Linked DNA regions of Sus scrofa: region 1 is linked to region 2. Evidence: chromatin contacts called from public HiChIP or PLAC-seq data. All regions are on one chromosome and are shown on one strand. The core of a region is the stretch at or near the end of the contact, and the rest is flanking DNA. Distances in the headings are between cores, read along the strand shown.

What was found. HiChIP or PLAC-seq counts read pairs in DNA pulled down with a chosen protein or histone mark.
Region 1: an H3K27ac HiChIP or PLAC-seq map of skeletal muscle shows a contact between it and region 2, with 3 times the contacts expected there. The contact joins two enhancer-like sites. A contact is called at or near these places in 1 of 47 Hi-C or Micro-C datasets (skeletal muscle) and 1 of 2 datasets of contacts at active chromatin or transcription factors (skeletal muscle).

Annotation. Positions count from the first base shown.
Region 1 is chr13:180,658,937-180,665,484 of Sscrofa11.1, forward strand. It overlaps USP25 (ubiquitin carboxyl-terminal hydrolase 25), which reads left to right. Exons shown (of 24, transcript XM_021070825.1): 13 at 1,161-1,322; 14 at 1,938-2,164; 15 at 4,944-5,014; 16 at 6,490-6,548. Among named protein-coding and RNA genes, the nearest start is that of USP25, 91 kb to the left of the region's middle. Within about 2 kb of position 2,410, at least 5 of the 83 cell types and tissues checked have an H3K27ac peak or open chromatin away from gene starts, as enhancers often do. A contact at or near this core is called in skeletal muscle, where this site is marked.
Region 2 is chr13:179,977,844-179,984,494 of Sscrofa11.1, forward strand. No RefSeq gene overlaps it. Among named protein-coding and RNA genes, the nearest start is that of NRIP1, 65 kb to the left of the region's middle. Within about 2 kb of position 2,843, at least 33 of the 83 cell types and tissues checked have an H3K27ac peak or open chromatin away from gene starts, as enhancers often do. A contact at or near this core is called in skeletal muscle, where this site is marked.

The DNA of each region.
Region 1 (6,548 bases), core at 1,160-3,659, 680 kb after region 2:
TTTATGAAATTATGAGCTAACTATAGGAAGTCATATCCTTAGTGACTGTCTAGACCTTTAGTTTTGAATTTGTTTTGAATGATTTGTAATTCTAGGAGTAGATAAACATTCTGCATTGATATTTTACTTGAATAGTTCAGGCTTGAGTTTCATTAGCCACTAAAGTAATTCATAGTTGGCATTAGATGATTATTGTTTAAATATTCCCACAGTCAACAGGTAACACTCAAGGTACTGAAAATAGATGTTAAGTTAAACTAATCTGTGTTTGAGGTTTCTTCTTGCACGAGACTAAATATTACTCTTCAGATTTCCATTGAAGTGAATAGTGACTTGAGTTTTTCTCCTTAACAGCAAAAGACATAAATTCAGATGCATACAAGAGCCTCCTGGGGGATTTATAAAAAAAAGGAAAGCAAGTTAGGCATAAGCTTTTGGGCAAAGGGAATGGAGAGAGCATACCCCTGTGGAGAGGGGGTAGCTGCCATCCACACTAGGGGGTGGGTACTATGCATGAATGTCATCTCGCGGGTGTCCAGAGCATATAGTTGTTTTGAAAGAAGTCCAGAATCTGGACTATCAGATATTCTGTAGTTTAGACAGAAGTCTACAGCCTGAAATGTGGTGTGAAAGATCCTAGTTTGCAACCTCTGATTTAATCTGTATTCCTTGCTTAATGTTTGAAAATTAGTAGCCTAAACTTTTTAATGCAAAATATTAAAATTATTGAAAATTTTACAGATATTTCTTAAAAAGTATCAGTCATCATATTGAAAAAAAAGTTAGAGGTAAAAGGTAGGAGGACAGCATTAGTCATCATCTTGACATGAGGCTAGACGACAGATCTCAAAATCAAAACAGTCTCACGGGATGGACCTGTCAGTTTTCGTTTTACCCTTGGGTTACAACCTAAGAACAGCATTTAGAATTTATAACAGTATATGCACACATTGTCTTAATCATATTTAGTTTTGTTCCTTTGGAGAACATTTATTTCTTGAGTGTATATTCAGTTTTACCATCTTTATTTGAATAAAGCAAAATTATTTTCATTGTTGAGGAAGATGCATCGAAGTGTTTTTGTCATGTTTTATAATTATTAAAAACACAAATGTGGTTTATGTATAATTGAAAGCATGTATATATTTTATGGTTAACAGGTATTTAAGCTATGGTTCAGGTCCCAAACGATTCCCCTTGGTAGATGTTCTGCAGTATGCCTTGGAATTTGCCTCAAGTAAACCCGTTTGCACTTCTCCTGTTGATGATATTGACGCTAGTTCCCCATCTAGTGGTTCCATACCATCACAGACGTTACCAAGGTAAAAAAGTTTTCTTCATAGAAGCCATAGCTATGTTACTGTATTGTACAATAATGTAATGAATACCTTTAAAGAAGGCTTTATAAAATATATGTTTTGATTTATTTCAGGGAACTCTAAAAAGATTAGATTCACTTAGAAGATATTATGTCTCCCACGTGCTTTCTTATTTCGCTGTTTCAATTCATTTTATAGTTGTAGGTTGAAATTTTCATCAGACTTATACTTTAGGTTGTTTTCATATATTATATGCATCAACCTTTTATCTGTGAAAATACTACTGTTTAGTTAGAAACTTTTTTTGTAACATGAGCAGGAAGTATTAGGAAGGGAAGGTTTTTATAGTTCCGGTTTATGTAAGATTCATTTACATAAATACGATCACACCATTTCTACCATAGTTCAAAACCTCAGTTTTATTCTTACAAAGATGTAGTTCCATATATTAAGAATTTCATTAGGACATTAGATTAACCTACATATTTCTTTTTTTAAGAAAACCTTTTCCTTTTGAAATTATAAGCCAGTTTAATGCTTGTGTTTGACATAGTCTTTGTCCTGAGCTTCAGTTTGGAAGGTTCAATAGTAAATATTTTATGCTTTAAAAAAAAATAGCACAACAGATCAGCAGGGAGCTCCTTCTTCAGAGCTGCCAAGCACATCGCCTGCATCGATAGCTGCCATTTCATCGAGATCAGTAATACATAAACCATTCACTCAGTCTCGGATACCTCCAGACTTGCCCATGCATCCAGCACCAAGGCATATAACAGAAGAAGAACTCTCTGTGCTAGAAAGCTGTTTACATCGCTGGAGGACAGAAATAGAAAATGACACCAGAGGTAAGAAGCTTCTCATAGCATAACTCTCTCACCTGAAATGGATACGATTAATGTTAACATTGAGAAGAGAAATCACATATGTAAATATTTAAAGTTGTTTTGTTTTGTTTTTCTAGAAAGTGTTTTCTTTAAGATCAAGCAGTTTGGCTTTCATTTTTATGATTTTAATATCAGGTTCAGAGAGACCAAAAGACTTTCCTTGGATTACGTAGCTGATTAATGACCTAACAGATGGTCTAATTTTCTAGTTTGTTGCTCTAAATTTATATCAAACTGGTATTCACAGGTACTCCATTGGCGAAACATTACACAGGATCACATTTTGTATTTACCAGTTGTGTACTTCCCTTGAAGTTTCACAGTGAGTTCAGGTGTTCAAAATTTTTTTATTAGGTTAAGGATTGGAAATGTGAATTTTAACTTTAGTCTGCTCTAGCAGATTTCCAAATATGATCTTTTAGCTCGGTGCCTGTCTGTAACAAGTTTTGTCTGACATGTAGCAAAATAAGAAAAAAAAGGACATTGCTCTGGGGCGGGGTTGGGGGGTGTTGTATGTTATTGTTAAGTTGCCGTCTCTCGATTCTTCGAAGGAACTCTCTTTTATATCTCCGTCCTACTTTACTGTTATCAAAAATCTTTTTGAAAAAAAATTGAATCAATATTAATATGTTGTGGTAGATTTTACCATAATTTTGCTTTCATGTCAGAATGTAATACCCTATTATTCCTCCCCAGTTTTATCCTAAGTCTGTTGATCTGTGAAGAAAGACAAATGTAGGAGTTACTGTTTTATACAAATGTTGGAATTGTGCTAAACAATATCAGTTGCTAGATTTTTGGAAGACCAGCTAGATGCTTTATAGACAAGACACAAATAAAGAGCAGTCCTGATTTAATAGGGAGTAAATAGGGTATGGTGGCAACTAACAGCATTCGTAACTGTGAAGAGTTCCTGTAGTATTTTTCATATATGAGAATTTTTTATGTTTGAAATCATTGGTAAAGATTAGTTAAGCACACAGTTTTTCCTGAATGCTATGCTAGGTGTTGGATAATTTTCTACTGGACTGGGCAGGTTGTGTTTGTTTTATAAGATTATATTCAGAAGGCTGAAAAGCTAAGAAGGTAGCTTTGGCACCAAGGTAGTGGCATTGAGGGAGGAAAGAAATGAATTTCTTGTATTCTTTGAAGACAACTGACAGATTTGAGTCATTGACAAGAGGGGGTTGGGGAAGGTTCCTGTAGTTCTTCATAATGGTGTGAATAACCACACAGATAGAATGCACTTTGGAAAAGGGCAAACTGGTGGGCGAGCAGGCCTTCACCTTGTGGAAAGAAGTAGGAATACGATGAGTCCCCTTTTGGCCATTTTAAGTTAGAGGAACTTGAGAGACATTCATGTCATAAGGTTCTGAACCTATAATACTGTGGATCAAGTAAGATTTCGCTTGGAATGTTTGTTCCCTCCCTTTTGTCCCTGTTAGTATTTGCTGTTAGCATTATAAACCGTTATTTAGTATCCCGATACAGGAGTAGATGTAATTCATTTAATTTCTGTATTGTTATTCACTACCCATAGTGCTGGCCTTCTACATGCATATTAACCTACTTTTTGAGTAGAATATATTAAAAATGTCCTTTCCGATCCAAAGTTTATATATTTTAAATTTTGACTATTTAAAAATCTCCCCCCCCAAACATTGAACCAGTTTATATTCTCACTAATTGTGTGTAAGAGAACCTGTTTCCCAGTATTGTCCCTAGCCCTAGGTACTTTTAAATCTGTAGCAGTTTCAGTTGAAATGAAAATGGTATTTCAGTGTTTTGGTTGCATTTCATTAATTATGAGTGAAATTCTATTTTTCTATGCATTTTTTATATGTGACAGTTATGGTTTTATATGGAGCCCTTTGTCTTTATATTATTGCTTAATAGTAACTTTAATGCTATGGGTATTAACCTGTTGGTTGTAGTGTAGGCCACAAATAATATTTTTCCAGTTTGTCATTTGACTTTCTTTATGTTGATTTTTGTTTTTATAATATAGATTTTCTTAAATTTGGGGAGGTAGTCTTATCTTTTAATTTATGGTTATTGGATTTTCTATCAGGCTTAAAAAGGCCTTTCTCTACTCTAAATTTACTAAATTTTCTGTAGTCTTTGATGTTTTTTTTCCTGATTGTTTTTAACATCTTAATAGTATAGTGTGGTTATACTATAATTTGACCATTTCCCAATTGAGAGATATTTAGGTTGTCTCCAGTTTTGTTTTGTTTTTAATAATTACGGATAATATAGTTATCCCTACCTCTGAGTAATTAGATGAGATAGTTTTCTACTGAAAATAGAAACAATAATGAGAGTCTCATAACTTTATTTCCAGTGGTGATTATGGTGGATTTTTATTCAGGTGTATGTGTGTGTGTGCATGATATGTGGTGCAGTTAATTCATTCTAAAGTTTTTGTGTTTAATACAAATATGTGGGGAGTTTAGCTTTAATTTTCGTTGAAACCTTCCTTTATTTATTGGCTCTGCACATTTTTTTAAATGAACCATATTTGTTTGGTTTTTAATTTTTCATTTGTGCTGTTATCATTCATTAAGGAGAACTAAATTTCATTTTATACAGATTCCAAATAGTAATGTTTTTAAAAACAGTTTTAGGAAGTTTTCGCCATTTCTCTAACATATTGGTAGGAAAACCTTTATTCCCTACTTATAGGTCTCAGTAAAAATATACTTGGTGTTAATCATTAAATGACATCTTTTGTCCTTAGATTTGCAGGAAAGCATATCCAGAATCCATCGCACAATTGAACTAATGTACTCTGACAAATCTATGATACAGGTAAGTTGACTTTTGAGCTAGTAAGCATTATCATAATCATTTACATATTTTAATTTATCTTTGATATTTATCTTTTTTTTTTTTTTTTTTGGTCTTTTTTTGCTATTTCTTGGGCCGCTCCTGCGGCATATGGAGGTTCCCAGGCTAGGGGTCTAATCGGAGCTGTAGCCACTGGCCTACGCCAGAGCCACAGCAACGCGGGATCAGAGCCGTGTCTGCAACCTACCCCACAGCTCACAGCAACGCCGGATCCTTAACCCACTGAGCAAGGGCAGGGACCGAACCCGCAACCTCATGGTTCCTAGTTGGATTCGTTAACCACTGCACCACCACGGGAACTCCTGATGTTTATCTTAATTCTCTTATACATTTTGTTATGAAATTGCTGAACTTAAATATTTTGTATTAGTATTTTCCTCATTCAGTTGTATTCTCATACTGGATTTATTGCCGTTTTGTCTTTTTTTTTCTTCACAGCCATACCGTGGCATATGGAGGTTCCCAGGCTAGGGGATCGAATCAGAGCTGCAGCTGCCAGCCCATGTCACAGCAGTGCGGGATCCGAGCCACCTCTGCAGCCTATGCCATAGCTTATGGCAGCTCTGGATCCTTAACCCACTGAGCGAGGCCGGGGATTGAACTACATCCTCATGGATACTAGTCAGATTCATTTCTGCTGAGCCATGATAGGAACTCCCTCTTACCTACCTTTTTATTCTTTTATAATAAAATTTATCAAAAACTTCCAGAAGGCCTTAATATTTAAAAAAAAAATCCTATGGGAGAAATTATATGATTGCTAAGAATATGTTTTTTAAAAAAGGAAATAAAAGGAATTGCTGCTGTGGCGCATCTGGCATTAAGATTCTGGTGTTGTTTTTGTGGCATTGTGGGTTTGATCCCTGGCCTGGCACTAGCACAGTGGGTTAACGATTTGGCATTGCTACATAGGCGTAGGTCACAGCTGTAACTTGGATTTGAACTCTGGCCTGGGAACTTCCATGTACTGTAGGTATGGCCAAAAAAAAAAAAAAAGGAATATTAAGGTTATGGGAGAAAGTAAAAGGCTCAATTATATTTTAACATCTGAGGTACATTATAGAAGCCATTTTGCTGAACTCATCCATCAGTTTATAATTGTGAAGACTTAGACAATGTGCTGTATATTTCTTCACAATTCTTTGTTTGAAAGAAATAAATAGGTCAACAAAATACGTTTCCAAAGTTTTAAAAATCATCCTCTTTATACACTTGTCTGTTTTACATGTATTTAGTTTGCTTATCCTCCCCCCACCCCCGCCCTCATCTTCTATTTCATAGTTTAATTTTTTCAAAACTTTAATTCTAGCCAACTTACTCTTGTTAAAAAACATATATCCTTATAGAATCCTCCAGTCTGATGGTTTGTGACTTTCATGGAATGTGGCATAATAGATTACCTAACTGCAATTTAACTCTTCTGTTTTCACATCTAGGTTCCTTATCGTTTACATGCTGTTTTAGTTCATGAAGGCCAAGCTAATGCCGGGCACTA
Region 2 (6,651 bases), core at 1,593-4,092:
AAAATGGATACACACTTTGTGTCAGCACTGTCTTGCAAATATGATTTAAAAAAAAAAAAAGAAAGAAAATGCTGTTACAAATCACTGGCCTGGTTGAGAAATAGATTTCTGAGTTGTCATAGGAGTGAAACCAATATTTTGCCAGTGACTACTTCTACCCCCAAGCAGCCTTGATGAACTGCGCAAGATCAAGGCCAGATTGTAGTCCCTGGAAGCATTGATGATAAGCACTCTACGGTTAAAGGACACAAATTACCCTTGGAATCATAATGCAGGTACCCTGGATGTAAGAATAATGTGATTCAAACTAATTTCGGACTGTGCCAAGCAGGAAGAGAAAGTCCTTTGGGCATTCAAGAAGAACATTTAGACAAAGCAAAACAAGAAGGGGAATTTGTGGTTAGCAGGAAGCTGTTGCTCATTTATATTTTATTGAAGATTTAAAATGTTGTGCAAAAGAGTGTAGCTATGATAAGCAGAGAAAGAAATTTAAAATGTTTATGGTTTATAACTAAAAGAATCAAATAGAAGGAATGATAAGCATCAGGAAAATTGAAAAGGTGTTCTCTTTAGCTTCAGAAAAGTACTTATTTTGGAAACTCAGATAGGTTAGACATATCAACACAGGCTTCTCTTGTATCTCATTATGATGCCTCATATGAATTACCACTCTTCTATGTTAATCAAAGTGAATCCCTTCCAATTATACAGATTGCTATGAAAAATCATGAGACATCACATTTTACTAAATGGGAAATACTATTGATCTAACAAGATCCAGTGAATAATGGAAGGGGTCCATTTTCATTACATATTCCCTCTAGCAAGGTTGAATGAATATACTGGTGAAAGATGAAAAGAATTAATTGATTTTTTTATAGTTTCAGGTACCTACAGTTTCAGATACATATATGATAACGTGTTAATAGACATAAATAACCTTTACTTGCTTATATTCTCATATTAGAGTGCTGGAAACTGTTTAGGCTATATTTAATAAATATCAATTCTTCCTTTTAGGAGCTTACAATCAGAAACTGATGATAATAAAACAGAGAAACAGGAGTTCCCGTCGTGGCACAGCAGAAACAAATCTGACTAGGAACCATGAGTTTGTGGGTTCAATTCCTGGCCTCACTCAGTGGGTTAAGGATCTGGCATTGCTGTGAGCTGTGGTGTAGGTCACAGATACAGCTTGGATCTGGCATTGCTGTGGCTCTGGCATAGGCTGGCAGCTGTAGCTCCAATTAGACTCCATATGCCTCAAGTGTGACCCTGAAAAGACAAAAGACCAAAAAAAAAAAAAAACCCAAAACAGAGAAATGTATAAGGAGAGATAGCTTGGCAAACCACATATAAAATGATATTCAAATATAAATGTATTCGATTTGCTACAAATATGGAAGAGACATGCTTATCAAGAGAGAATAAAAAGACAATATCTGTTATTAGGAAGTAAGTTCTTGGTGCTAGCAGGTTATATCAAACAATCCTTTAATGTCTACAAGAAGCGATTTTATCTATCTATCTATTTATCTATCTATCCATCTATCCATCCAAATGGAACATATGAAGTAAAATGATCAAAGGAAGAGGGTAGTGAGAAGACACAAGATGCGGTTAGATCAGAGGGTATAAAAGAAGAGAGAAAAATGACCAGTAAGGCATTTAAAAAATTAGGATGAAAGAGTTTGCAGCTGAGCAAGAGGATCTTACATATGATCTATCAGATAAGTTTAAAAAAAATCATATGGCCTCAGAGAAGTCTGGCACACATAAACCGACAGGTGAAAAAGATAAGTTTGGCAGAAGAGGTATTCTGGGGAGATGAGTCTATGATTATCCAAAAAAAAAATAAAGGATCACCTGTAAACCATAAAACAAACTTAATAGAGTTAAGTTCTTATTTTTCACTGAAACAACACAGTGCATTATTTGGACAATATCACCTCTGAGATAATACGATTTGGTCATTAAAATGACTGAAATAAACATACATGGAACCACTAATTCATGTGTCTGGACTGCATTAATGATCAAATTGAGAAACAGTTCACATAATCCAGTTATTTGTGTGGCTATCACTCAACAAATATTAATTGGCTGCTCTTTGTAATACATTACAGCAAATAGTTACTATACAAAATGCCAATTGAACACAGAGTGCTTTTTCTTGTTTATTCTATAAAAAATCCTTCAGAAGAGTTGAAAAGAAGACAAATCAGATTCAGAAAATGTCATGACTGAAAAAGCAGCTTTAATTAGGAACTGGAAATAGAAATCGAAAAACAACCAAGAGCCAGTGAGGTGTTTTATTTGGGAGCTTTCTTATTTATCAGTGTTCTTTACTGATACATGGATGTTAGATGTGGGCAAAGTGAAAGACAGATGATAAATTTCCATTTAATATGAATTGTTATGGAACTTGTCTTGCAGACAGAAGCAATGTGGAGAACAGAGGTGAACACAGATATGGTTTTATTAGATATATGTATTCATTCAACAAATATTTTTTTGAGGTCATGTTATTTTGCAAGCGCTATCTAGGCACTGGGGTTCTAACACGAATTAAGCATGGCCCCTGCCATTGGTGAAGCAACCAACATGAAAAAGCTAATTTGGAAGGGGTGGTGGTGAAGGGTCTCTAAAGTAGATGAGGTGAGAGTCAGACTAAATGAGGAAAGAGGCTCAGAAGCCAAGGAGAGAGAGTTGTGTAATTGGTTATCAGCAGTGTCAAATTCTGTACATAAGTCAAGGAGCATCAAGATGGAGAAATGCCATCTGGTTTTGGCAGTGAGCGTGTTACTGGAGACCTTGGCAAGGCTAGCTTCTGGGAAGTGGCGTGGGTTAGGGCTGGTCTGGATCAGGTTCAGGAGTATTTTCACTGAGGAACTGAATGCATCTGGTGCACTCTAGGAGTTGGGAGAGGTAGGGGAGGGAAACAGTTGTTAGAGGGTGTATTTCTTGAGGCCCTGGGATATCTGAGACAGCAAAAACCCCCACCCACAGGCTTTTAAGTTCTATTTTGTGAAAACCCTAGCTTTCACCAGCAATAAGGAAAGGGCATTTACATCTTCAAGTAGCCTTTGTTGAGCTTGTTTGTTCTCTCCGGGGCAGTGAGTCACTCTGGAACACTGACCCTGCCATTGAAGTCAGCAGATTCTATTTGGAGAGCATTGGCGATTGTGGGGGAAGTTGTTTAAAAAGTTGACAAAAACATTTACTCTCCCTGATACGCTAAACACCTGCGTGTATTAGTTTTGGCAACTGAATATCAGCTTGGGAGCACGCGAATGCTGTTCGAGTCAAAGCAAAGGGAAGTCTCGTCTTCTGAAGGAGCTAAATGTACATGACACAGGAAGGAGTTATAATACTTTCTATTTTGGTTGTCTCTCATTTGAAAAGAATTTTAAAGAGAAAAGTGGTTCTGCAAATGCCAACTTCAATTAAAATGCTAAATACTAGTTGCAGTTTCCCCACCTCTGCCAAAGGGAATATGTCCAATGTGACCAGCCACCTGTTTCCCTTTATAAGAGCTCAAGACTGCTGCTTCATCCAGCACACTGGACTGACACTAAATATCAGTGTGATGATGAATCAAAAGTCAACAGCAGCAGAGTTTTATTTACCCAGAAGTGACCTTTAGTAAGGTCATCTCTTTTTGAGAGGACATTGCAGTCATTAAAGTTGAAACCCTTATGCAGAGGCTCCTTAAGCCTATTTAAGGCATGAGATGTAGGGCATCATGATCTTCAGTGTTTCCAATTTGATCAAATATACATATATCTGTATATGTATACATACGCCAACATGTCGGCGGAAGATGTTTGAGCAGAGAGTAATGGCACATGGTTTGTGATGGCTTAACTAGACACAGTGAAGGTCATAGAACTAGAAATTTAAGAATCAATTACGAAACAGGCTAAAGTTGCAGTCAAGAGAGTGGGTTTGGAATCAGTAAGACGTGGGTTTTAATGACAGCTGTGTCATTTATTAGCTGTGTGGCATCAGTGGCCTAATTTGTTTTTGACCACGCCTATAGCATGTGGAAGTTCCCGGACCAGAGACTGAACCCCGGGCCACAGCAGCAACCTGAGTTGAGCCACCAGGGAACTTCTGACCTAAATTTTTAAGCCTCTGTTTCCTCATCTATAAAATGCAAATAATACCAGTATGCCTAATGTATGCTGTTCTTTTAAGAATGAAGTGACACGGTTCATGCAGCTTAATCCAAGACCAGGCATATATAGTAAATGCTTCATAAGTAATGGCCATTATTTCCCTCAATAATTCCTTGTTGATCAGGAAAATAGAAACCATTAGCGTTCTTTATAAGAGTTAATATAAAAATGAATGTATGAAACAACTTGTAAAAATTCTAGTTTTGGAAAACAATCGAAATATGTCTAAGAAAAACTATAAGCATGATAAATCCAATCTAAGAAGACTGAAATGAGAACATTTTAATCACCAAACAGAACCCAGAAAAAGAACCGAAGGGTTTTAAAAGTTATATCCACTCCTAAAATTTAATAAGATTCTGATTTTGCTAATGTTAAAAAACCTCATTTCTACTAAATGTAAAAATTAGAAATTAGCTTTATCATATATATAAAGCATATCAGCACTCTTGGTGAAATTAATAGTAAAAAATTATTCCAAGTAGGTTCTGTGGGACACGTTAGTGATATTCGGATAACCATCAGTGCCCCTCTCTCCACGTATAAAATGCCCTATCCATTTGTGGAATAAATTGATGGCTGAAAATCTTCACTATATTATCTCTTTTATGGTCCCTAGTTCACCATTTAATATGGAGGCCCTAGGCCCTTTCTGCCATCAGTCAGACGTGGACCTTCTGCCAGTTCTCAGACCCCAGGTTTAATCAAAATGCCTGGCTCACCAAGCCCTGTTTGCATCCTTCATTTGTCCAGTTCTTAGGGGAACTTTGTCAGTTTGAGATATATCATTCTCTCTGCAAATAGAACCCAGGAAGAAAATCTGAATGTTATCAAGCATGGATGATCAATCGCTAAAGCACTCTGAATCTCAGTGACCACTGGGCTTAAATGATATCCTTAAGGAGAATCCAGAAAGCCATCTTTCTAGCCCTCAACTTGGCCTGCTGTGGAAAATGTAGACCCCTGCCCTTTACCAAATATAAACTACTTTTCTAGGTGAGAAAAGAAAATTGCAAAGGCAAGGCCATGCAGAGAACCAGCCATTTCCTGGGGTAGGTTGACTGAAATTCCACTTGACAAAGCCTTTTTTAGCCTTTCTACCCCAAAGTGACCTCTCCGCCACGGTTTCCTACTTAATTGATGTCTTGCCATTTCTGTTCATATATCCTCAGGTGATGAGCTGTCAGAGGGCACCATCTTTAGGTCTCCGTTAGAGCCACCGATTGGGAAGATTTGCTCCCGTTTTCTCCAAATCTCCTCAGAGCCCTGGTCCTGGAGTCTGGGAGACAGGGAAGAAAAAAGGGGAGCGAATTTAGGTTCTGCATTTTGCTTTTGTCAACCTCCTGTAAGTCATTCAGCCTCACTGGCAGTTATCCTTTCGTATGATGGAGGTAATTATAAAAACCGGTTTGAAAAACACTTTGATATCCTCAGGTAAAAGAGACTCTAAAAGAGCAGAGGAAAATTATTATTAGAAGGTCCATGGTTTCTTAGCTTTTTCCACATGCAGCTTCCTCCAGGGAAGTAGATCCATGAAACTAAAACCAGTTTGAGAGAAAAGGTACAATACAAAACTCTTTAAACAAGGAAAATGACTTCAAAAAGATGAGCCAGATGAAACATAAAAGTGAAAAATTAAAGCCATGGCGATGCTTCTATAGCAACCTCTGCACCATTGTCAAGAATGAACTTAACACCAGTACACAAGTTGTGGTAGTGATACCGGCACCTCGTGTTGGTATAACATTTTTCCCAATAACCTCACAGCTCTTTGGGGACATAAAATGATACTTATTAAATCTTCAAGATGCTAGCAGGCTGATTTTTTTAGGTGAGATAATTGAAGCCTGATCCACTTCATTGATTAAGCCAGTAGAAAAATGAGAACTAGAATTCCATTTTCCCAGCCAGCAACACAGAAGCAAGGAACTGGAAGGATCCGCCATCTCACGGTTTCCATCGAAAATCTCGCTGTTGGAATCTAGTCAGCTAAAAGGTACAGATGGAATTGCTGGCATTTGTTCTGACTTTTGTCTTACCATTTAGAAAGTATTAAAATATAATTATTTATGAAGGTCCTCCTAGGCAGCTGATCCTTGCTAAAAGAATAAAAGATAACAGACAAATCAAAGACAAAAACAAAAGCCCAAGTACAGTATTCAGTGTCCAGCCACAAGTAGATCATGGAGTAGTTAAGGAGAACAGACATATACATAAAGCAATCTGTGGACCAAATATTGTATTTCATTATGAAGTGCTACCTACTCTGAAGAGCTTCCATGATTATGGTACTCGACAGTAATCTTTCTTTTTAACATGTGTAGCATTCCTAACACTGTGTTTCTTCTACCATTTGTAAAAGGCATATATTGCTTCATGCCTGAAGCATGTTGGTTTTTTGGTTTGTTTGTTTTGCTTTTTCAGTGCTGCAGTCATGGGCAAATGGAAGTTCCCAGGCTAGGGGTCAAAT